2 separate regions of the Capra hircus genome follow, and region 2 is linked to region 1. Evidence: chromatin contacts called from public Hi-C data. All regions are on one chromosome and are shown on one strand. The core of a region is the stretch at or near the end of the contact, and the rest is flanking DNA. Distances in the headings are between cores, read along the strand shown. Region 1 overlaps VANGL2 (vang-like protein 2). Region 2 has its middle 19 kb from the start of SLAMF6.

Region 1 (2,700 bases), core at 94-2,593:
TCTTTGCACCCAATTTGAATTCTTGAGAGGTTCACTCTCATTTTGAGCAAAAGTTGCTGGCCTTGTAATACTTAATTTCACTGTAAATCTGAGCCTTGAAATCAGACATCCCTAAATGATGTAGTTTTAGCCAAGGGGGATAGAACTAAGGAGTACTCACATACCTCCAGCCAGCGCCCAGGTCGGGGAGTGTCCTCGTGGCCCGGCTGGAGCAGTCCCTTGAGCCCGTCCTCAGAGTAACTCACAATGCCCCTTTGTAGGCCCATCTCTCCCCTGGAAAACTCATTTGTTCTTGCCTTGCAGAGGGCACCCTGGGATAAGACCCCCATTGATCTCTTACCGGGGAGGCTTCCTCTCTGTATTGGCAACCCTGGGCACGATGGAGCCTGGGGATTGTTTGTCCTGCCGTCCTTTCTGGAAAAGCACATCTGTCCACACACTACTTCCTCGAGAAGGGCTCTTCAGCCAGAGCTTATCTTGTCTGCACATGGGTGGGTTACACGGCTGACTTGGGCAGGGCCTGGAAGGCAGCCTTGGGCTGGGGCTGTGAGTTTGAGGGTAAGCCCGAGTGATACCCATCCTGTCCTGGAGGTCCTGGGAAGGTATTTTTTTTTCTTCTCTTCAAAGACGTGGTTTCAGAGGAATCCCTTCTGGGTCACATTTCTAAATACCTCACTATCCTGGAAAACGGGGCCTGGATGGTGACTGGGGTCACTGCCGTTGTGGGCAGGAGTGGGATGTGGTGTGGTTTGGGGAAGAGTTGGGTGGGGAGAGGGAAAGTATTTGTGATCATAGTTGCTGCCCTAGATGAGGGGGTGGGGGAGTGTTTATTTTAAGAACCTGCCATGTTTTTTAATCACTGTGATTTTTTCATTCCTTTTAACTAAAACAAAAAGACATTCCCCACTCCCGCCCCCCCCCCCCCCCCAACACTCTCTCTAAGCACTAAGGGCTGTGACTGAAGACTGGTAGTGTTTTGGTCCTTGGCGTCAGAACTGTGGTATCTTTGTCTTCTTTGATTACTGTTATTGTTATTTTTTAAAATGTCAGGATGAACTGTCACGTGTATGGCTGTGTTTGTCTTTTGCTTCTCCTGTATAGGAAGTTGTCTCCATACTGTGAACTGAGGTAGGGTTTGTAGCTGCCTCGGTCCCTCTGACCAGTGTCCCCTACTCTTGTCTGTCCCATCACAGGCTGGATTTTCTCATCCTTCCCTCGTGGGGGTGTGCCCACCCATTGCCACCCCCACCCCACATACTGTCATCGCGGACGCTGTGGCTGCATCTCTCCAGTGCTCTTTCCTGCGGCCCCATGGCGTCTTAGGTCATCCCCGCCACGCCTCCCAGGCCTTCCTTTCCACCACCTGGGAAGGCCGGTGGTCCTCCCCTCCACACCAGGATGCTGTGCCTCAGTCCTGCACCTACCTCGCCACTCTGCCGCTGTCCCCATTGGTCCCTGTCTCTGACACTCCTCTTCGTGCTATTTCTGTTCCTGTTTATTTCCCTCTCGCCTCTCCTTTTCCCTTCCCACCGCACCCCCCTCATCTCAGCCCTTTCCTTTTCACTTCCCCTCCCCACTTCAGTCCTGTTGCCATCCCTATTGCAATACCTGTGATGAGACATTGGGATCCCTTCTCATCTGAAACAGCTGTTTCCCAGAGTCGAAGCTTCTCTCCTCTCCTGGGCCTGGATGAGCTCCCTTTGCCCCTCTGTGGTGTCTGTCAGTCTGTCTTCTCTTTCCTCTGCCTTCCCCACGGGGCAGCATCTGCTGATGGAGTTGGTCCTGGTGTGTGATTGTTGTGATTTGTTCTTTTGTGTGTGCAAGGAAGGGGGCTTTTTGAGTTCCTTCCAAGTGAGATTGTAAATGTAGAATTTTCCACTGTTGGATCTAGATTTTTTTCCCCCCCTTTTTTTGGGTTACAGAGCTGAGACCTTGTGCATGCATGTAGAAAGTTGTAAAATGTAAATTCTTTTTTTTTTTAATATATAAAAAGCTTGTTTTTACAGTTTGCAGTGGATCTAAACATTATGGCAATTTTAGGGTTTTTTTTTTTTCTTAAACATAGGAATTAAAACTGTACAAATTTTTTTTTATATAAAATAAAGGCATTTGACTTTTGTGGGGGCATTCTGTTGTTTTTTTTTCCTCTTCTCTCTTTTTTTATTTTTTAAACAGGAGTGGAAAGAGCCTGAGAAGGTGAGGAAGGAGTGAAGGTATGCTCCTTGCTAGGGAGTGGGAGGGCCAGGAGGGGGCAGTGTGAGCTTGTCACTGCTCCACCCTTCTCAGGGTGAATGAAAAAGAAAGCTGCTTATTCTGAACTCTGATTCTGAGAAGAGAAACACTTGGGAACGTGACCACTTAGCTGTTCTCTGGGGTGGTTGTCAAGATAAGGAGGAGGGAAAGATTCCTTTCTGGGTAGATTCATGGGAATTTCAGAGAACAGTTGATGATTTCATTCAATAGTGACAACCTCTCACATGCTACTAAGACACATTTCTGAAGTGTATCTCATGTTTCTAAGGATTGCCTTATTTCTACCAGTATCTCTCTAATCTTTCAGATACTGTACAAAAGAATATTCCAGCAGGAGTCATTTATTTAAAAAATGGGAATGTTCAGTTGACACTGTACTTGTAATCAAGCCCTGGAATTATTGTTGAGAGATGAGGGGCTTTCTCTCAGCTCTACCCAGACCCAAGC
Region 2 (2,837 bases), core at 32-2,531, 130 kb after region 1:
CTAGACACTAGCTAAGAGTCAACCTTGTAAGTACACCTTTCAAAGGATAGTAGCCTTAAGTCTACATTGTTGAGGTTAACTCTTCTCTGTGTTTTCTAATCCTTAACCATGCTTTCTGCAGAGGAAGTAGTCAGTATTTTTCTACTGTGTATCCACCCAAAGGCTGGAAACTTATTAAGGGAATATGATTTAGGAATAAATAGCTTTGTCACTGAGACACGTGCCAAAGGATTGTCACATTCCAGGTAAGGTAAGGCAGTTAAAGGCTGTACAAACTGTTGCATCTTCACTAATTAATCAAGATATTATACACTGAGGACTTCCTCTTTAACTTGTGCAGGATCAGACATTGTGGATACAAGTGATGAGCAAAATCAGACGTGATCTGCCTCCTGATGGAGCTCATAGACTAGTGGGGAAAGAGACAAATTAATCAAATAATCACAAGGAGAGATATTTAAAGACAAAATTTAAAAACTGCTGTTGTAGAAAGAGATCTAAAACAATCAGAGTAAAAACAGGCATCAGACATGGTCTGAGGAGTAGGAACACTTCCCCAAGGAAGGGACATTTGAGCTGAGCCCTGAGGAATGAGTGGGCATTAACAAAGTGAAGTTGTCTATTAGAGGCAGTGAGGGTAAGGAGTGGGTGATAAAGCATTTCAGACAGAGGGAGAGGATTAAGGCTAATGTTTAGATTAAATTAAATGAAATCTACCAGAATCTCAGAGGGCACTAGAAAAACACCACGAAAAATTTTAAAATCTTCTCAAGATTATCTGTATCTGTTTATAGAGTCCTTCACAAGGGCTCTGAAATTCTTCTGGGTAGTGGTTCAATTTCAGCCCAACAAGAAAAGGATAAAGAGATTTATCTGTGGGAGCCCAAGCATATTTGCAGAGTTGCTCAGAGCAAAGGATGTGAAGCTTCTTTGATAAGTTAGACTAAAGGAAGTGGTTTCATATCTAGAAGCTTCCATTTGCTATTTCACATATCACCTTTTAGCAAGTCACTTAAGTTTTACAAAACATCCTGAGGCCCTTCACCCATAGTTCTGAGGGAACCACACCTAGTCTCCTCATCAAAAAAAGTGGCACTGTGGGTGATCCAGACAATCCTAATCTCTAGTTCCCTAGAAACAGGCTCTGAAAGTGGTTTCCAGGACTTCTTTCCTACTCTTGATATATGGGTCCCAATCTGAACTCAGTTCAACAAATGTTTATTAAGCTCTCCTAGGCAATGACCCCATGTCTGAGGTCAGGGGCGGCAGTCAGGAGGAACTTCCCCACACCCGAGGTCAGGGGCAGTGGTGGAGAAGAGCAACCCCATGTCCAAGGAACGGTGGCTGTGCGGGCGCAGGAGGGCTGAGAGGAGCTACTCCACGTTCAAGGTCAGGAGGGGCAGCAGTGAGGAGATACCCCTCGTTCAAGGTAAGGAGCAGTGGTTGCACTTTGCTGGAGCAGCTGTGAAGAGATACCCCACGTCCAAGGTAAGAGAAACCCAAGTAAGATGGTAAGTGTTGCGAGAGGGCATCAGAGGGCAGACACACTGAAACCATAATCACAGAAAACTAGTCAATCTAATCACATGGACCAGAGCCTTGTCTAATTCAGTGAAACTAAGCCATGTCCTGTGGGGCCACCCAAGACAGGCGGGTCATGGTGGAGAGGTCTGACAGAATGTGGTCCACTGGAGAAGGGACTGGCAAACCACTTCAGTATTCTTGCCTTGAGAACCCCATGAACAGTATGAAAAGGTAAAAGGATAGGATACTGAAAGAGGAACTCCCCAGGTCAGTAGGTGCCCAATATGCTACTGGAGATCAGTGGAGAAATAACTCCAGAAAGAATGAAGGGATGGAGCCAAAGCAAAAACAAAACCCAGTTGTGGACGTGACTGGTGATAGAAGCAAGGTCCGATGCTGTAAAGAGCAATATTGCATAGGAACCTGGAATGTTAGGTCCATGAATCAAGGCAAATTGGAAGTGGTCAAACAGAAGATGGCAAGAGTGAACATCGACAATATAGGAATCAGCTAACTAAGATGGACTGGAAAGGGTGAATTTAACTCAGAGAACCATTATACCTACTACTGCGGGCAGGAATCCCTTAGAAGAAATGGAGTAGCCATCATGGTCAACAAAAGGGTCTGAAATGCAGTTCTTAGATGCAATCTAAAAAATGACAGAATGATCTCTGTTCATTTCCAAGGCAAACCATTCAATATCACAGTAATCCAAGTCTATGCCACAACCAGTAATGCTGAAGAAGCTGAAGTTGAATGGTTCTATGAAGACCTACAAGACCTTTTAGAACTAATACCCCCCAAAAGATGTCCTTTTTATTACAGGGGACTGGAATGCAAACATAGGAAGGCAAGAAACACCCGATGTAACAGGCAAATTTGGCCTTGGAGTACGGAATGAAGCAGAGCAAAGACTAATAGAGTTTTCCCAAGAGAAGGCACTGGTCATAGCAAACACCCTCTTCCAACAACACAAGAGAAGACTCTACAGATGGACATCACCAGATGGTCAACACCAAAATCAGATTGATTATATTCTTTGCAGCCATAGATGGAGAAGCTCTATCAGTGAGGAAAAACAAGACCAGGAGCTGACTGTGGCTCAGATCATGAATTCCTTATTGCCAAATTCAGACTTAATTTGAAGAAAGTAGGGCAAACCACTAGACCATTTAGGTATGACCTAAATCAAATCCCTTATGATTATACAGTGAAAGTGAGAAATAGATTTAAGGGATTAGATCTGATAGATAGAGTGCCTGATGAACTATGGAATGAGGTTTATGACATTGTACAGAAGACAGGGATCAAGA

The links. Hi-C and Micro-C count contacts between places; a contact is called where the count stands out from the background.
Region 2: a contact with region 1 is called in a Hi-C map of blood, with 2.6 times the contacts expected there. The contact joins two enhancer-like sites. A contact is called at or near these places in 3 of 5 Hi-C or Micro-C datasets (all in blood).

Annotation. Positions count from the first base shown.
Region 1 is chr3:110,661,443-110,664,142 of ARS1.2, forward strand. It overlaps VANGL2 (vang-like protein 2), which reads left to right. Exons shown (of 8, transcript XM_018046377.1): 8 at 1-2,112. Among named protein-coding and RNA genes, the nearest start is that of VANGL2, 27 kb to the left of the region's middle. Within about 2 kb of position 1,344, at least 1 of the 5 cell types and tissues checked has an H3K27ac peak or open chromatin away from gene starts, as enhancers often do.
Region 2 is chr3:110,792,075-110,794,911 of ARS1.2, forward strand. No RefSeq gene overlaps it. Among named protein-coding and RNA genes, the nearest start is that of SLAMF6, 19 kb to the left of the region's middle. Within about 2 kb of position 1,282, at least 1 of the 5 cell types and tissues checked has an H3K27ac peak or open chromatin away from gene starts, as enhancers often do.